Linked DNA regions of Podarcis muralis: region 2 is linked to region 1. A link is a contact called in public Hi-C data. All regions are on one chromosome and are shown on one strand. The core of a region is the stretch at or near the end of the contact, and the rest is flanking DNA. Distances in the headings are between cores, read along the strand shown.

Region 1 (3,018 bases), core at 375-2,874:
CATCTGTAGGCAGCCCTGTTTAGAGAAGTTTTTAATATTTAAAGCTGTATTGTTTTTAATACTTGATTGGGAGCCGCCCAGAGTGGCTGGGGAAACCCAGCCAGATGGGCGGGGTATAAATAATAAATTATTATTATTATTATTATTACCCACCATGGCTCCTCTGTAGTAAGCCGTCGTGATTGTCCGGAAGCGTTCCTGCCCAGCAGTGTCCCTGGAGGAAAGGCACAAGAAGAGAAATGACGACAACAGCCAGGCAGGGCCTCCGCTGCCTTGCCCTCAAGTTACGCTGGCCGAGAAGCTCTAGCGTGGGGTAAAAGGCCCGCCGTGCCGGGAGAAGGCCCAGGAGGTTAGTGTGCTGCTGCGCCATTTTGGGATGTTCTGCGTTCTTCCCGCCGTGGCAGCAACATAAGCTGTGCCACTGCTCTGCCATCACAGTGGCCTTGTCAGGGATCATCTGTAGGGCTGCCACCCATGTCAGGGTGGCAGCCCCTTCCTCGTAGGAGTCTCAGGAACACGCACCCCCCCAACAAACTGGAAAGGATAATTTCCTGGGCTGCCTTACCAGATCTGCAGCTTAATCTTCTTGCCATCAAGCTCAATCGTCCTGATCTTGAAATCGATTCCTGCACAGAGAAGACCACCCGCCAGTTAACAGGTGGCACTTGACAGCTGACAATTATTAAAAAGGTAAAGGGAACCCTGACCATTAGGTCCAGTCGTGGCTGACTCTGGGGTTGCGGCGCTCATCTCGCTTTATTGGCCGAGGGAGCCGGTGTACAGCTTCTGGGTCATGTGGCCAGCAGGACTAAGCCGCTACTGGCGAACCAGAGCAGAAACGCCATTTGCCTTCCCGCCGGAGCGGGACCTATTTAGCTACTTGCACTTTGACGTGCTTTCGAACTGCTAGGTGGGCAGGAGCAGGGACCGAGCAACGGGAGCTCACCCCGTCATGGCGGGGATTCGAACTGCCAACCTTCTGATCGGCAAGTCCTAGGCTCTGTGGTTTAACCCACAGCGCCACATATTAAGCTCTCCGTCTCCTTTTTTGCTGCCCCCTGGAACTCCGTTTATTTTCCTCCCGTCTTTCCCCACAAGGCTGCCCCCCCCCCGCACTTTGCATGCCAGCCCCAGAGGTGTTTCCCGCACCGTCAGCTGCATTATTATTGTTATTATTATTATTATTATTATTATGGGGTGTCAGCTGCATTATTATTCTTTTGGGGGGTGTCAGCTACAGGCTATGATTATTGTTATTATTAGGGGGTGTCAGTTGCAGGCTATTATTATTATCTTGGGGGGATGTCAGGTGCATTATAATTCTTTTGGGGGGCGTCAGCTGGAGCCTTCCCCCCCCTTCCGGGTCCTCCCACCAACCCCGCGAGGTCGGCCTGCCATCTCGGGGGGGGGGAGGGGGCGCTCCGCGGTTGCCATGGCGACGGAGAGGGGCGGGGGCCGGCGCACCGATGGTGGAGATGAAGGTGGCGTTGAAGGCGTCCTCGCTGAAGCGGAAGAGCGCGCACGTCTTCCCCACCCCGGAGTCGCCGATCAGCAGCAGCTTGAAGAGGTAGTCGTAGGTCTTCGCCATGTTCCTCAGGCCGGGAAGCGGCGGCCGCGGGTGGCGATAGGCCCGCGGGGCTGCCCGTCCGCGGGGCGGGGAGGCTCCCATTGGAGGAGGCCGGCGGAACTCCCGCCTCCGGCCGAGGCCCGGCGATCCCATTGGTGCCACGTCAGCAACCTCCGTTGGAGGCGACGTCATGACGCGTGCGCTGCGAAAGAGGGAGAGCGCCGCTCTAGCCTCTACGTCACGACGAGCGCGACGAAAAAGAGAGAGGGACGCTCTAAGTCCACGTCATGATGCGCGCGCCGAAAGAGCAAGAGGGAGAGCGCCGCTGTAATAGCTACGTCACGACCCGCGCGCCGGAAGAGAGCGCCGCTCTAGCCCGCGCGCGTCGTTGGTGCGGCCTCTCCGGCTCCGAAGCGGGGAAGCGGCGCCTGGGAGCTCGCCGAGGCCGCTGCTGCTGCCGCCCGGGAGGGGTCGCCTGTGGGCCTCCCCGCCCCCCTCCGAGCGCCTCGCCATGTCCGCCAGCGCCGTCTACGTGCTGGACCTCAAAGGGAAGGTGAGCCTCCCTGGGCAGGAGCAGTCTACCCGCCTCCGCCTGACAGGAAAAAGCGGGGGGGGGAGGGGCCGGGGAGGGGGTTCCTTCAGTGGGGGGGGTGTCCAGTGGGACTCCCCCCCCCCCCAAGGGATGAGCAGAGGAAAAGGGAATTATAATAATAATTTATTATCTATACCCCGCCCATCTGGCTGGGTTTCCTCAGGCTTCCAACAAAACACTAAAATACAATAGCCTATTAAACATTAAAAGCTTCCCTAAACTGGGCTGCCTTCAGACTCTAAAAGTTTGGTACAGTGCTACCTCGGGTTACAGATGCTTCAGGTTACACAGGCTTCAGGTTACAGACTCCGCTAACCCAGAAATAGTACCTCAGGTTCAGAACTTTGCTTCAGGATGAGAATAGAAATTGTGCTCCGGCGGCGCGGCAGCAGCAGGAGGCCCCATTAGCTAAAGTGGTGCTTCAGGTTAAGGACAGTTTCAGGATAAGAACGGACCTCCGGAACGAATTAAGTACTTAACCCGAGGTACCACTGTAGTTGTTTTTCTCTTTGACATCTGCTGGGAGGGCGTTCCACAGGGTGGGTGCCACCACGGAGAAGGCCCTCTGCCTGGTTCCCTGTAACCTCACTTCTTGCAGGGAGGGAACCACCAGAAGGCCCTCGGCGCTGGATCTCAGTATCAGGGCTGGACGATGGGGGTGGAGACGCTCCTTCAGGGATACTGGACCGAGGAATGGAGCCTCTCTAGCCAAAAGCAGCCCACCTGTCCAGGACTCGGAAGGCAGCCCTGTCACGTCTGAAAGGCTTGATGTTTGGTTACCTTTTTTATATACATAAGCCACCCAGAGTGACAGATGACAGATGGGCGGGTTGAAATAATAAAATTAGGATGATACGGG
Region 2 (3,018 bases), core at 190-2,689, 720 kb after region 1:
AGAGTGGCCATAGAGCTAGGAGACGGGTAGAGAGGACTCGGGGGGGGGGCAGAGGGGCCATAGAGCTAGGAGAAGGGTAGAGGGGCCTCGGGTGGGGCAGCGTGGCCATAGAGCTAGGAGAAGGGTAGAGGGGCCTGGGGGGGGCAGAGTGGCCATAGAGCTAGGAGACGGGTAGAGGGGCCTCGGGGGGGGGGCAGAGTGGCCATAGAGCTAGGAGAGGGGTAGAGAGGCCTCGGCGGGGGGGCAGAGGGGCCATAGAGGTAGGAGATGGGTAGAGGGGCCTCGGGGGGGGGGCAGAGTGGCCATAGAGCTAGGAGAAGGGTAGAGGGGCCTCGGGGGGGGGCAGCGTGGCCATAGAGCTAGGAGACGGGTAGAGGGGCCTCGGGGGGGGGGGCAGAGTGGCCATAGAGCTAGGAGAAGGGTAGAGGGGCCTCGGGGGGGGGCAGCGTGGCCATAGAGGTAGGAGATGGGTAGAGGGGCCTCGGGGGGGGGCAGAGTGGCCATAGAGCTAGGAGAAGGGTAGAGGGGCCTCGGGGGGGGGCAGCGTGGCCATAGAGGTAGGAGATGGGTAGAGGGGCCTCGGGGGGGGGCAGCGTGGCCATAGAGCTAGGAGACGGGTAGACGGGCCGGGGGGGGGCAGAGTGGCCATAGAGCTAGGAGACGGGTAGAGGGGCCTGGGGGGGGCAGAGTGGCCATAGAGCTAGGAGAGGGGTAGAGAGGCCTCGGCGGGGGGGCAGAGGGGCCATAGAGGTAGGAGATGGGTAGAGGGGCCTCGGGGGGGGGGGCAGCGTGGCCATAGAGCTAGGAGACGGGTAGAGGGGCCTGGGGGGGGGGCAGAGTGGCTATAGAGCTAGGAAAAGGGTAGAGGGGCCTCGGGGGGGGCAGAGTGGCTATAGAGCTAGGAAAAGGGTAGAGGGGCCTCAGGGGCAGAATAGGGGGAAGATGGGAACACAGAGCTATGAAAAGGGTAGAGGGGTCTCAGGGGGCAGAATAGGGGGAAGATGGGAACACAGAGCTATGAAAAGGGTAGAGAGGCCTGAGAGGTAGGAAAGGGTAGAGGAGCCATAGAGCTAGGAAAATTCTAGAGGGGGTATCAGCGGTAAAATGGGGTAGAGGGGCCATAGAGCTATGAAAAGGGTAGAGGCGTCTCAGAGGTAGGAAAGGGGCAGAGGGGCCACAGAGCTAGAAAAAGGGTAGAGGGGTCTCAGAGCTATGAAAAGATAATTACACTAAGTCATCAATTTACAAAGGAATGATGTTTGGGAGTTGCTGGGAGCCGCTCTGGCCCTCCCCTCTCCATGGTGAAGCCGGAAAGAGGAAGCAGGAGGGGAGACCATCGAGAGGGCGCTCCGGTGCCGCTCTAGGCTTCCCTCTCGCCGCGTCCTCCTTGGGGCTCCGGGCGAGGGGGCGGGGCGGGGGGCGGTCACGTGGGGTGGGCGGGGCCTGGCCCGGAGGGGCGGGGCGCGGCGGGCTGGCTGGCTCAGTCGCCTCAAGTTGGCCGGGCAGGAGGGAGGCCGGCGGGGCAGGAGCCATGGAGAAGCCGCGGCGGCTGGTGGTGGTGACGGGTAAGGGCGGCCTGGAGCCAGAGGAGGGGGCCGGGCTCGGGTTTTTATGGGGGGGGGAATTCCTGAGGGGGGGAAGCATTTAAGGGCCGAACTTTGTCCCCCCTCGAAATGTGCCCCCCCACCTCCCGCGACCCCCGCCTCTGGTTCCCCCCGCCTTTGGTTCCCCCTCCCTCCGCCTTCCCAATAAACGAAAGTTCTGACTTGTCACTAACTTGCCATTTGTTTCTCTTCCTCTCCTCCACTTTTTTTTAATTAAAAAAATCCACTCTTGCCTCGTTTAATTAATGCTCAATGATTGGCCCCTCCCTCTTTAGACCCTTCCTCTCTTTTTCCTGTTCTTTCTTTTAAACTTAGCTCTTCTCACAATTCTAAATAAATAAGTAAATTTCCCGTTATGTGATTGAAGCAACAGCTTAATTAATGCTAATTAATTGGCCCCTCCCTCTCTCGAGCCTTCCTCTCTTTCCTGATTTTTTTTAACTTAACTCTTCACAAAATTAAGGAAAAAGAAAGAAAGAAATGGTGTGGTTTCCCGTTATGTGATTGAAGAAGCAAGTTTAATTAATGCTAATTAATTGGCCCCTCCCTCTTTAGATCCTTCCTCTCTTTTTCCTTTTTTCAAAAACTTAACTCTTCTCAAAATTAATAATAAATAAACGCTGTGCTTTCCCGTTATGTGACTGCAGAAGCAACAGTCAGCCCCACCCAACAGAGCCCTCTTAGGATTAAACTCTTCCTTTTTTTCCATCCCCCTTTCTTTCTGCTGCTGCTCCAGCCCTTTCAACTCCCCTCCCCTGAATCATCTCCCTGAAATCATCTCTCCTTCCCTCTTACTCATTTTCTTTTGACCCTTCCCCTGAATGCCTTCTCTCCTTCCAGCCTTTCCAAAGCTCCTCCTCCTTAACCCCCCCCCCCAAATAACTATATTTATCATTGCCTCATTCGAATTGTTACCTACTGAAATTTTAAACCAGATCTTCTGGGAAAGTGGCGTGAAGGGTGGTTTGGGGGGGGGGGGACAGGAGAAGAAGGTTCCTAGTTGTGCTTTTGTGAAAGTAATCCCTGGGCAATTTAGGGCGATTGTGTGAAAATTATGTTGTATGTGTGGTTGAGCAAAGCTCTTTTCGTTGTGTGTTATTGAGGGGGGGGTGTCCTCTTGGCTAACATTCATAAATTATTATTTTTATTAACAATAAAGGCGCAGTGTTACTGACACCATTTTAAGGTGGCATATAAACAGTCAGGTTTTTCTGTTTGTGTGTTGGAAGAAAATCAGATTCCCGTTGTCCTGCTCTGTGTTTCAAGGCTAGCTTAACTTGCCCTGGGAAAGTCCCATGGAAATTGGCTCAGGGTCTGTTGTTGTGTCTCTTGTCTGAGATGGGGGGGGCTGGCTTCTTCGCCAACTCCCCCCCTCTCCGCTTTCTGGGGGCGGACTCCCTTTTCCCTGCAGCTG

The links. A called contact is a pair of places that touch in the nucleus more often than the background predicts.
Region 2: a Hi-C map of tail shows a contact between it and region 1, with 5 times the contacts expected there. The contact joins the promoter of PGPEP1 here to the promoter of RAB8A in region 1. A contact is called at or near these places in 2 of 3 Hi-C or Micro-C datasets (blood and tail).

What each region holds. Positions count from the first base shown.
Region 1 is chr18:13,141,376-13,144,393 of rPodMur119.hap1.1, forward strand. RAB8A (RAB8A, member RAS oncogene family) reads right to left here and starts at 1,625. Exons shown (of 8, transcript XM_077921970.1): 1 at 1,465-1,625; 2 at 566-626; 3 at 154-214. The coding sequence starts at 1,588. AP1M1 (adaptor related protein complex 1 subunit mu 1) reads left to right here and starts at 1,952. Exons shown (of 12, transcript XM_028713417.2): 1 at 1,952-2,120. The coding sequence starts at 2,079.
Region 2 is chr18:13,865,777-13,868,794 of rPodMur119.hap1.1, forward strand. It overlaps PGPEP1 (pyroglutamyl-peptidase I), which reads left to right and starts at 1,440. Exons shown (of 5, transcript XM_077921748.1): 1 at 1,440-1,565.